3 separate regions of the Mus musculus genome follow, and regions 1 and 3 are each linked to region 2. Evidence: chromatin contacts called from public HiChIP or PLAC-seq and Micro-C data. All regions are on one chromosome and are shown on one strand. Each heading gives the region's core, a stretch centred on a gene start, on an enhancer-like site or on the middle of the called end of the contact. The rest is flanking DNA. Distances are from core to core; before and after follow the strand shown.

Evidence for each region. A called contact is a pair of places that touch in the nucleus more often than the background predicts. HiChIP or PLAC-seq counts read pairs in DNA pulled down with a chosen protein or histone mark.
Region 1: a Micro-C map of embryonic stem cells shows a contact between it and region 2, with 1.8 times the contacts expected there. The contact joins the promoter of Pde8b here to the promoter of Otp in region 2. A contact is called at or near these places in 1 of 39 promoter capture datasets (liver), 4 of 484 Hi-C or Micro-C datasets (differentiating embryonic stem cells and embryonic stem cells) and 1 of 115 datasets of contacts at active chromatin or transcription factors (embryonic stem cells).
Region 3: a contact with region 2 is called in an H3K4me3 HiChIP or PLAC-seq map of embryonic forebrain, with 3 times the contacts expected there. The contact joins the enhancer-like site here to the promoter of Otp in region 2. A contact is called at or near these places in 21 of 39 promoter capture datasets (the 3T3-L1 cell line, 3T3-L1-derived adipocytes, the C10 cell line and 13 more), 3 of 15 datasets of contacts at CTCF or cohesin (embryonic stem cells, pro-B cells and stem cell-derived epiblast-like cells), 47 of 484 Hi-C or Micro-C datasets (B cells, ECoMG myeloid progenitors, the HL-1 cell line and 31 more), 16 of 115 datasets of contacts at active chromatin or transcription factors (astrocytes, bone marrow-derived dendritic cells, bone marrow-derived macrophages and 10 more) and 5 of 9 other capture datasets (embryonic stem cells, embryonic tail, embryonic trunk and 2 more).

What each region holds. Positions count from the first base shown.
Region 1 is chr13:95,221,178-95,225,167 of GRCm38.p6, reverse strand. It overlaps Pde8b (phosphodiesterase 8B), which reads left to right and starts at 2,076. Exons shown (of 22, transcript NM_001374003.1): 1 at 2,076-2,693. The coding sequence starts at 2,355.
Region 2 is chr13:94,872,974-94,877,110 of GRCm38.p6, reverse strand. It overlaps Otp (orthopedia homeobox), which reads right to left and starts at 1,475. Exons shown (of 3, transcript NM_011021.4): 1 at 1,305-1,475. The coding sequence starts at 1,341.
Region 3 is chr13:94,573,647-94,577,622 of GRCm38.p6, reverse strand. No RefSeq gene overlaps it. Among named protein-coding and RNA genes, the nearest start is that of Gm32305, 120 kb to the left of the region's middle. Within about 2 kb of position 1,497, at least 38 of the 459 cell types and tissues checked have an H3K27ac peak or open chromatin away from gene starts, as enhancers often do. A contact at or near this core is called in cerebral cortex, embryonic basal ganglia, embryonic forebrain and 3 more, where this site is marked.

The DNA of each region.
Region 1 (3,990 bases), core at 827-3,326, 350 kb before region 2:
GTCTGCAGCATGATTCATCTCCTAATCTCCCCACCAGAAGAGAGAGTGTAATTTGTGTTTTTATCATAGTCTTGTCTTCTGAAGCAGTCCCCGGGACTTTTTTCTTCCATGAGGGGCTCCATCGAGTGATTCCTTGAGGATGCCCTGAACATGGCTGTGGCATGAGAATTATGTGACACTTAGTTTCCTGACAGATGATGCCTGAAATGGGTGTGAATGATTACATTTGTGCACCTGGAGCTGAGATGGAGATTTGGGGGAGGGGGACTTTCTTGTAATTTAGCTTATCCCTTAGTGATTCACTGGAAGGAAGGCAGAGAGTAGCCATCAGACATAGGTTTAAGTAAATGATCGTTCCTGGGTAATGGTGGCATTCTTAACTGTATGAGGGCCAACCAACATGCAAGGGTACTGTGGGGAAGCAGTCATGTGAAGGAAGAAGGGCTCTGAGTTACACCTCCACTGCTGGGCATGCCCTTCCATAAGTAGTAAGTCGGGGAGTGCCTTAGCTAATGAGGTCTGCCTCATCCAAGATCACTGACACAGTTGGTAGGAACACCTGATCACCATCTCACTTTCTCCCTTGGGTCACTGTGGGTGTGGCAGAAATTACTGAAGATTAACTGAAGATGAACTCTTTTGTGTCATTAAAGTGAAGAAGAAAGTTACAGCTAACCTGGGATCAAACAAAAGTAGAATAAGCTCCATTCTGTTCCCTTCTCTCTAGCTGAACTTGAAATATGGTGGTGTTTCTGTTCAGAGATGGGAATCGTACCCGGTAGGCCAAGCTGGCCTAGAACTCATGAAGATCAGACTGGCCTCAGCCTCCCAATTCTTAGAACTATAGATGTAAACTCTCATCCCCAGAGTGGATGTCAGAAGTGGAGAGATGTCTCTCATGTTTTGATTTGGCAGTCAGAAGACATCATCAGACATCTTCCTCTGACAACTCTGAGTTGATGGGATGAGGGTGGGGTGGGGAGAGGAGGAGACTAATGACATAGTTTTGAACTGGATACTTTGTATTTTGCGTTGAAATTTATCCTTGTAGAACTCTAAGTGAAGCCCTTATTCGGACCATCTCACTTTCTCCCTTGGGCCACTGTGGTTGTGGCAGAAATTACTGAAGGAGACCTTAAGTAGGCAAGTGGTGCCTGGGGACCTGGGACATGGATTTCCACCTTATGTCACACAGCAGAATTGCTTCTCTAGCAGTGTGGCCTTCACTGAGGGGGCTGAGGGAGGTCCCCAGGAGGAAGAAGAAAAGTGGGAGGCTGGGTTAGTGACACCCAGAGAAGAACTTAAGATTTGGGGGTTGGGGGGAGAAAAACCAAACCAAACCAGCAAACAAAATGACTGCAACAGACAAGTGAACAGAAAACCACATGCAGACAGCTTGGATCTTCCACGGAAATAAGGATTGTATTCCCCTGTGGGATAGCCCATCTCTTGGCATGCACTTCTGAAGGATTTGCAGACAGGGAATGGGTTTTTTTTCCAAAGGTTGGGCCACCACCCAGCTGAATTCTAGAATTAGTATGTGGGGGAAGGTGGGTGCTGGTGAGCTATGCAAGAATTGGGTCTCTTAACTCCTCAAGTGTGTTGACAACCAAGTCAATGGGCTTGGTGGGCCTGAGCTATGTGCTTCTTGCTGTTTGGATAGGGCATTCTGTTTTTGAGAAGATACTTACCCCGAAGGTCTACCCAGCTATTCTTGGCCTGGAGCAGGGCTAGTGCAGACTAGGGGGAGAGGGGCTAGAGCAGTAGGGGGCCCTGTGGATAAGGAGCTCCCCAAGGGACAAGGCCTCTGGACAGCCAAGAACCGGAGGGCACCTAGGCGTGCTGCCAGGCACTGCGCGGCAGGGAGAAGAGTGCAGTGGGGTGGCCCTTGGGGACCCAGAGGAGGACCGACACTGGGAGGGGACGTGCAAGGACTGAAAGTGGGAAGACTGAGCCGGCCGGCGGGCGGGCGCCCTGGCCGGAGTGTGGGGAGCTGGGCGGCGCGGGCCGAGGCGCGGGCGGAGCAGAGGGCGGAGGCGCGGGGCGCGCGTTTGGGGCGCTGCGGCGGGGAGGGTGGCGGCCGCTGGGGCGCGCGGGCCGTGTGTGCGCGCTCTGCCGCTCCGGGAGGAAGATGGCCCGGGAGGGAAAGTTGGGGTGACGCGCGCTGCCCCCGGACGCTCGCCAGGGGGCACGGAGGCGAGCCCGACAGAGCGGTGGCCACCCAGACTGGGGGGCGCGCAGTCTGGGCACCACCGTCACCACGCCCGCCCCCTCACTGCAGGTGGCCGTGGGAGCTCCGAGTCCGGGTGGCCCGGGGGCGCGGGCGGGCGCGCGCGGGGGAGCCCGGCTGAGGGATGGGCTGCGCCCCCAGCATCCATGTCTCGCAGAGCGGTGTGATCTACTGCCGGGACTCGGATGAGTCCAACTCGCCCCGCCAGACCAGCAGCGTGTCGCAGGGCCCCACGGCGCCCCTGCACGGCCTCTTCGTGCAGACCGACGCCGCCGACGCCATGCCCCCGAGTCGCGCGGCGGGACCCCCGGGCGCTGTCCGAGTCCGCAGATCCCGGGCTGAACTGGGCAGCGGCAGCAGCACGGGGTCCTCGGGCCCCGCCACGACCACCTGCCGGGGCCGGAGGCGCCACTGCTGCAGCAGCGCCGAGGCCGAGACCCAGACTAGCTACACCAGCGTCAAGGTAAATCCTGGCTGTTGGGGGGTTATCCGTCGGGTCTGCCTTAAGTGGGGGGCTCGTGCGGGAGTTGGACGATCGATTGGGGGAGGGTGTTGCTAAGGCGGAGTTTACTTTTCGGTTTTTTTTTTTTTTTTTTTTTTTTTTTTTTTTTTTTGCTGGTGGTGAGGGCCCAAGGAATTGGAGATGAAAAAGATCCTGGAGGATGCAGGGAAACAAACCTAAGCTGGTCCTGAGGTGGGGACAGGTGCAGAGTGCAGCTCAGCGGAAAGCAGTTGGGGCGCCTGTTTCTTGCTGAGGGAGGGCAGCTGTGGCCCAATGGATGCAGCTGGAGGGATGGGTATGCATCACCAAGAGCATGCGAGTTCCTCTGAATGCAACCTGAGCGCTGAGCTAGGTCTGTATGCAGTGCAGCCTCAGCACCAGGATGCTAGAGCGCCTCAGGTTTAGATTTTTACCTGTAAATCAGCTAGGCTGGATGGAGTTCTCTGCACAGTGGCCCAGTGCAGGGATTTGTGAATGAACTAGGCTGCTTACGTTTGAAGAGCTATAGAAAGGGACTAGGGGAGAGCCAAGTGGAACCTGTTACTATAGTGTTTCTCTGGGATGACTGTATCCTGGACATTATTGAGAGAACCCAGCCAGAGTTTGGAACGCCAGCAGTTCAGGGCAGCTGCCTCAGGATGGTGCTTCTGCATACATGTCTTCCGGGGTGGGTGTGGGTGGTGGGATTGTGAGGATGTGAAATGGATGGTTAAAACAGTCTCTAAATAGTTCCTGATGAAAATCTATTCCAAGATATGTTTTCAAAGTACGATTACATCCGAGAGGATTTCACTGTGTCAGATTAATTGCTTTATAGCAAACCCAAGAGCAATAGCACATCTCATTGTGCAGAGGAAAAATACGTCTTTAAGCTCTTAATGTTAGATACACACAGCTCTTATGTAGTCAGTAGATTACCAGGGACCATTCCATGATTCCTTGACAAAGACACAATTGTATGTCTGGTAGTAAAAATACATTCAACAGTTGGCCCAGTGTGAGGAAGCTCTGGGTCTTCCCTGAACGAAGTGCAGACACACTGGAGGAACAGTAGGGATAGTGGGCTGCCTTTCCATGAACTTCATTTTTGTAAAATGGAATCTCATTTTGCTACATACAACTTAACCAGTGTTTACTAATGGCTGTGACTTTTTCTAGCAATAATTGTGATCACCATTAACATAAAATACCATTTAATACATACCTACTATGTATCAGGAATAAGTTTATTTTCTTACTTTTGAATATTAACAGTGTA
Region 2 (4,137 bases), core at 226-2,725:
GAGGAGGGAAAGGGATCTCGATCAGTACTGTCCTGGCGACGTGAGGAGCCGGTGACTTCCCTGAGAGGTTCTGCTTCAGCCCCATCCACCGCTCCCTCTGCGCCCACGCTTGCCCCGAGGCGGAAACTGCCTGGTCCTCAGCCCGGTTTCCCAGGAATTGGACAGCTAGGTTGAAATAGCATCTCCTGGCCTCCTTCTCTCCACAGCCCGCTCTGGTGCTTCACAGCTCCGGCCTTCGTGTCTCCCACAAAACAAAACAAAAAACAAAACAAAAACAAAAACAAAAAAACCACTCCCAGGCCTGACAATGAAACACACCCGAGTCCTTTCACTAACTGTAACCCTGGTGTCCCAGGAAACCTTGAGAAAATTCTTAGTCGGGTGGTGCGGGAGAAAAAGAAATCAAGAGAGAGCCTTTGGAGGCTGCTCCTCCTGAGCAAAGGCGCTAAATGAACTCTGGCCAATTCCCTCTGACTTTCGGAAGATGAATATGTCTCCAAGCCTTCCACCTCTCAAAATAAGCCCAAATCAGCTCCGCCTCCCCCTCAAATCAGAGAAAGTGTTTGGGAAACGGAGTCACATCCATCACTAAAGCTCCCCAAGCCTGAAGCCCAGAACTTGGTAACCCAGATAGCTTCAAAGAAATTTAAGTAAACTCTATAGCCATAACAGTGAATCAAACTTTAGAGAATTCAACTTTTCTCTCCCGAGAAATAAACGGCTCGTCCCTCCCCGTCACTGGTAACACCGAGTCCCTTGTAGAAGGCAGGGATGCCCGAGAGGATGAGTTGGGCTTTTCTTCTCAACCAGCACACTTAGCAAATCCACCTTCATACAGCGGCTTCTCCTTCACAAAGGAGAAGATTTTTTTTTAAAAAAAGAAAACAAATTTAAGCACACTTAGAGGAGAAGGTGATGATAGAAAGGAAGAAGGGGAAAAAGGGATGAAAGAAATTCCAAATCAAAGCAAACAAGAGTGGAAAAAGAGAGAAACACCTCCAAACAAATTATCGCGGGCTAGAACTCCTTCCAAAAATAATAATATTAATAATGAAGGGGAGAGAGAAAGAAAAAAATAAGAAAAACAAAAAGGTGTCAGCATCCCCAACTCCGTTTTGTTTTGGAATCTACATATTCCATAGATTTTTTTTAAGACGATGTTAAATCAAATTAAACTTTAATACAGCACAATTACTTTTAAAGAAATTAGTCCATTTAGGGCGCATTAAGGTAAAATAAGGAACAAATTGACAATTTCCTGCCCCGGCTTCTCCTGGCTGCCCGGGTGAGAGGCGCTCACTCACCTAGCCTGGCGTCCAGGAGGTCGGCGTGAGACAGCATCGCGCACCGCTCCAGGGCGAAAGCTGTTCCCCCCCAAATTTTAGCGGCTTTAAGTTATTTAAAATAGATATAAGCTATAAGCTATACGATATAGATATATATAGATCACCTAAATGAAAGAAAATTCGGTTTGTGGTTAAAAAGGGGGCTTCTTGCATTATAATGTCCTTTAGAGAGACGGGGAGGTGCTTAACAGATGAATGAACCCGTGAGCAGCTCGGCGAGGGGACCAATCAGGAGGGCAGCCTGCAAATGTCAGCGCCCGGAGAGTCCCCCACTCCGCCCGCCCGCCCGCCTGCGCCTGCCGGGAGGAGGCGGCGGCCGCAGCCCAGGCAGCTCCAGCCTCCAGCAGCCGCTAAAGCAGCAGCGGCCACCTTGGCCTCGCCCTGGGCCTCTGGGCCGAGCCTCGGTCAGTTCTTCCCAGAGATTTTCTCCGGGCACATCTCCCCTTTCCTTGTCCTGCCTTGCTCGCTTCACAGGCTCTGTGTATCAGAGCTAGGGTGTCCCTGGAACGGGGGCAGTTCAGACACCAAAGCAGGACATGACCTCTGCATGACCTGAGAGTCGCCACCCCCAGCCCACACACATCCCACCGCACCCGCGCCCCCGCTGCCCCTGCTCGTGCCAGCTAGGGGACACTGGACCGCGGTAGTCAAAGCCCTAGCTCACCAGGCAGCCAAGCTACCATCTCTAGAACGACCCTAAATTTCTGCCACTGTTCTGCAGGCCTTCTCTAGAGACCCAGACTCTGGCCTACTGAGCCCCAATCCCATTGCAAGCCTAGAAAATAAAGAGGAAGTTGCCCCCCCACCACCACCCCGCCAAGGTCCCCTGTCCGCTTTGGGGGAGGGGGAGACTTCATGAAGTGAGCCTTCCTCCAGAACTCCAGAAGCTGCGTTCCAGGGCCACCTGCCCGATAGGCCTACACTCTCACCCAGGTCCCAACCTGCTCTTTCGGTCAAAGTTTCTAAGTTCAGCTAGACGACCAAAGCCACTTAAGGCAGTAAATAAAGTTAACCGCTCTTTATTTTCCTCTTGGATGTGTTAAACTACTTGAACAATTTAAAGTGCTTTTGCACAAGTGAAGCGAACCATTTCTAATGTTCTGATTTTTCAGAGCCAGCCAACAACAAAGTTTAGATTAGTAATATATTTCTAACCAGAGTAATTTTCAAGATCATTAGGCATTTATGTAATTAGTGCCAAATCTATAAGCTTTTATTACGATTATTAGAGTAAAATCAGTATAAATTTGTACTAATTTACTACTGTTTAGACTTGGCTGCCAAGCCCAGAGGTTCTTATTGTAAATGATAACTGAGGAAATTAAGTGCAAAATTCTGTACCGTTTCTGATCTGCTCCCAAACAATCCGTTTCAATTGTATTTGCAGCAGAACATGATGCCCCTTTAAAGTTATTTGACTTGTATTTTTATTTGCAACACAAGAAAAATGCCCTCTACCCAAGGCAAAATGAAAACTGATATTTACTGCTCCCAACTTGATTAACATTGATTTTTAATTCGAGGGTGATGCAATTAAGATTATTCATTTAGTGCAAATAAAGCTTCCACAAAGGGTGGCCCTCTGAAGTCTGTTTTAAATAATACCGAACAAATGGCTTTTTTTGTTCGTCGCCCAATTGACTTACACAAAACATTGAAAATGCTGCCCGAGAGCAGATGCGAGGGTGTGTGTGTGTGTGTGTGTGTGTGTGTGTGTGTGTGTGTGTCTGTGTCCTTTACTCTGTGTGTGACAGGGAAGAGCAAGGAGACAAAGGAGGCGGCGAAGCAACTCTGGGGCAGTTTTGTTTCCTCCTCGTCCTCAGCCCTTTTCAAAGTCCTGCGGTGCCCAACCCGGGTGCGCGCGTCTGCACCGGGGCACACTCGCTTGTGAGTGCAGGGTCTGGGCTACGTGGGTGTCGCAGAGCGCCGGAGAACGCTCACTCCGCAGCTCGGGACCTGGCGGGGCTGCAGTGGCCGCCGGGCAGCGGGTACCAACCGGGCCTAGCAGGAGCTGGGCGCCGCGAAGCCGGGGGTGCGCTCTAGGAGGAGCCTAGGCGACTCTAGCACGCCTGGGAGCCTCGGGGGCTTTCGGCCAGCGCCTGGTGTGCTATCCAGAACGGTTTTTCCTGAAAGGGAAATCCCAAGCCCTAAAGCAAACCGAGCCCCTCTGGTAGCAGCTTGATTTTCTCTATACACCTCCCACTCCCCATTTTGACAACTCGGCCGCGATCAGCAGGAGGGGACAGTTCAGCCTTCCAGGGCGGGACTGTACGCTCTGGACCTGGCACAAGAGCACGCACCTGGGACTGCCCCCGGGTTTCAAACTACCAAGGAGGGGTTTTCTGGGTATTCAGGCCTGAAAGGCAGGTAGAGGTGTAGTCAAGTGGCTAAAGAAGGAACCAGAAGGTGGAGTACAGAAGGTGGAATAGCGGTCGCCTGCTCGGTAGAAGAGTCTAAGAAGTCCGGTCCTGCGGTGACCTGGCTGCTTAAGTGAGAGACTTGAGAGGTCACCTGGGAAGAGAACAGGCGCGAGCTTACAAGTGTGTGCTCACAAGCGCTGGTGCCCGCTCCCGCAGCAGCCCTGTATCTGCTGCCTTCCTTGCCTGGCGTCCTCACATGTACTCGCTCGTATATTCTGCTTTGTTGTATCTTTCAGGTCGATAAATAAATGTGTAATAGTTAATGTGAAGACACATCAGAGTAATAACAATGGGACAAAATCAAAGGATTATCCATCTCTGTTAGTAACCACTGAATAACAATGTTGCAGCGTGATTGATAGCCCGCTTCA
Region 3 (3,976 bases), core at 248-2,747, 300 kb after region 2:
TTCCTTTTAAATACCCTCTGTGGATTCCTCCTGCTGCAAAGCAACGGAGTAGAAAAAGCCCGATTTATGACTTGACTTTTTAAACTATAATCACCCCTCTGGGCTTCTTATGGAGAAGGGATGGGGGATTCTGCCAGATAAACACGTAAGCATCTGTTCCCAGGTCCACTGCAGTGGGGTGGGGATTTGGATTGTGCATGAGACCACTGCATGCTGCACTGCATGCTGACCTTGCCATGGAGGCCATACATGGGCATGGCGCCTCTGACAACCCCAGTGCAACACACAATGCAAAGGAGCAAAGAGCTGAGTAAGATCACCTTTCTTCATCCCCACCTAGGCTAAGGAGGGGCCTGGTGGGACTGGGGCCTCACCCCAGGCCCATTTCAAAGCTGGTAACAGAGTTGCAGGATTGTTGACAGACCAGCTTCCAAGACAGTGGAATCTTGGGGAGTTCCAGCCCAAGGCACTGACAGATTAACACTAGGAAGAGGACACCGCTGACAGATTAATGTCAGAGAGGGGACACTGTAAGCCGCTCTGCTGACCTGTCATTACTGAAAGGTCAGAGAGAACGCAGGGTGGTTTAACAGCTGCTGTCGAGGCCATTCCACCTGAATGTGTAAGCTGCGCGGAGCTAGGCTGTGTGGGATGCGCGTGGAGGTGGGTTGTTGAAGAGTTTCTGGGGTGTAGGAAGGTAGGAGGGGCACACAGCTGAGAGTTCAAAGCCAGGTGACTGGGAAAGCCAAGCCGGGCAGCAGGGCCGGCCTGGGTATGCATGGAGGAGCAGTAACTGCTGGCGGCGTCGATATTCTCCCCCTGAGCACTAATTACATTATTAAGCAAACAGAGCAACACAGGTCTGAAGGATGGAAACATGCGCTCAGAATCCAGCCACTCTCCGCCTCGCTGTGAACAGCCGGGTCGTGTGAAGCAGGGCTCTTGCCAACCAAGTGAGCTACCTACCAGCCGCTTCCCTTCACTTGCTATACGCTTCAGAAGAGAAACTACTACTGTCTTCTAGGCAGGCCATGCCAGAGGCCTGCCTCCCCTCCCCCGCCCCCCCCCCCCCCCCCCCGATCCAGGAGACACTGCTTGGGCAGCAGTGGGAACCTTCCTGGTGGAGATTCAGGACTCACATGGGTTCACTCTCATTCAGGGAGACACATGGGTTTCAAAAGTGGCAACTTGCATTTTCTTGGCTGCAAAGAGCATGCATTTTGCTAATTAGACCTTTGCAAGACACTAGAACCCAAGCCTCCTTTGATCGTCCTAAATCCAGTCTAAAGAGGTGGGTGTAAACACGGGATTGGAAGAAACCAGCAACAACATGGAAAGGATTTGTCTGGGATGGGAATAAATCTGTTTTTTAAAAAGGGGGGTCTAAGAGTGGGGCTCGCAGAAGGAAATCTGCAGCAGGCTGAGCGGCCGGGTGAATGGCAGAGAGAATAGAGGCTATTTGAATTCTGATGCGGTCCTTACTTTCTTCCATTTCCATTAATGACATGCTCATCAAGGGCAAACAATGGGACCGGCTGCCGGCGCCTGTCACAGTGTGTGGGTGCTGGGATGCCAGGCTGTCATCCCAGGGCTGCATTTAGAGACCTGCACGCTAATAAGAAGTGCTCTGTGCCGTCAATGCAGACAGGTGCTTCCTCGGCTGGGCCATGCTCCATTCTCTTCCCCCCTGAAGCCTTCCTCCCCCAGACCCCCTGACAGACACCATGAAATGCACAAATTAACAGCCCCATCATGTTGGGCTGCCGCTGCCTGCGGTGAAAGCAGAAAATCAAGTTGTCACCCAGGGTGCATTGATAAAGCCACAGCCTCATTTCTCTGTTGGTGCCCTATAATAGCAAGTGCCAGACAGCTGGCGGGATGCGAGGCTTTAGATTAAGGCCTCCGGGCACTCTGGCCAGGGAATTAGTAGTTGCTGCTTCCATGTGGAAATTCTGGAACAAACATCTGGAGGGAGCAAAGTTTCCTGGAGCAGAAGCCTCCTTCACCCCTTGCAGACAGACAGGAGAGAGCCAGGTCGGGCATTTCCTTTCAAAACCAATAGCTAGCCCAACTCCCTAAGCTCCCAACTTTGAATCTGCTTAGAACTTTACTAAGCAGACTTGGAGTGGGTGATGGCAAAGAATCCAACGGTCCACACTGCTGCTCTTGAATGCAGAGACGTCCCAGGTCCTCGGGCTCCAGCAGGTCCAACCAGCAGGTCCTTCCCCCTGAGTTAAAGGACTTTCTAACATGAATTCTGGCACTGCCTGAGTCCACTACCTAAACCTTCCCTCCAACTCCAGACGGGTCTGCTCTGTGCTAGACATCTGAACAGATCTAAGCTACATCTCAGGAAACATCAGATTCCAACCACCTTGGCCTCCGGGCTCTTTAGCCACTGGCTCTTGGTATATGGTGACCTGTGCCAGCCCGGGTTGACATTTGTTCTGGTCAAGTGTGCAGAGGAAAGACATGGGGGCCTCAAGCCCTTCAGACTCCAAGGAGTTTAATGACATAATGGCCTGAGAACTTCAACATAAAACAGGAAGAGCTACTAAGGAAACTTACAGCATAAAACCCCCCTCCTGTCACTTTTATAGAATCAGTAAAACACTCTATTGAATTTATGAGTTACATAATGACTATGGAGACTGTACCTGGAATTAGAACCAACTCACAAGTCTCAACTATAAACCCTTCTCTATCTTTACCCCAACCCTCCAGCCTCCCTGGCCTCCCCCTCTAACTCAGGGGCACTTCCTTCTTCAAACTCAGGCCTGAGCTAGCTTCCATCTTGCTAGTAAATGCGGCCTTCTTCCAGCATGCCAAAGCTGACAGGACTCCAGGGGTAGGGCTGTTCCATTTTAGAGCTTCAGATGAATTCTGGAAAACAAACCTGTAAGTCTTTTCTTTGCATAAAGTCTGTCAAAGCGAGAGATCTCCAAGGACACACATAGGCTGTCTCATTATCTGTAACTCCGTGTGGTAATGACCTTTCCAAAATAAGAGTTTACCCAACGCTTACAAGTTTGTGAAGTGCATCTGCAGCCGGGTACACGGCAAGGGAGTGTGGGGTCTGGTCAAGTTTCTAATGAGCGGAGGAGGTGGGGTGCCCATCCGTCCACTAAGCACGGTGTTTTACTCTATTTTCTGTTTCCATCTCACTCCATAAGTCTCTCTGTTCCCCAAGGATCCCTCTGAAGGGATAATAAAATAAAATGGGTGAAACAAAGCCATAAGCCAGTTAAGTCTGAAAGACATGTCATCTCATCTAAAAGGAAGAAACGGGCCATTTCCATGCCTAAGGCTGACAGCAACGCCTGAGCTGGCAACAGTGCTATTCCACTTGATTTATAGAATAATGGGGTGACAAATGATGACAAAAATAAACTTTTACTGCACTGAACTGCTCCTTTATTTATGAAATTTGGCCAAGTAGTGAAATCTTTTATCTGCAAGTTGTAACATGGAGCGGGAACGAGCGATTATGTGTGGTGATAGTAACCCTGTGATGGAGCCTGAGCCCGCTGGAAATGGATTGGGGTAAAATAACTACTGCACCATGATAAATGTGAACAGCTCTTTGCTGACAGATGATCTAACAGGTGTTCATAACAACTATATAAGAGGATTTATTTATGACCAGCCACAGCCGCAGCTCTGTAAATCAACTCCAACAGCTGCACTCCACTGAAACCAGGTCCCTGATGGGGGAACGGAGCGGAAGCCCAGAGAACACAATTCACTCCAGAATCTTAATCATCAAATAACATTTTTTTTAGGTAATTACACCACCACATAGAAATCATGATTACTTTCAATTAGAAATCTGAGCTGTCCATAACTTTGTTTACAAAATATTGGTATTTAGGCTGGGTAGTCTTGATGAAGCCTGAGGCCCATGAAGACACTGGGGCCAAGGGAAGAGCACCGTGGGAGGGTGACGTGATTCTGTGTGAGGCCCTTCACACTAGCT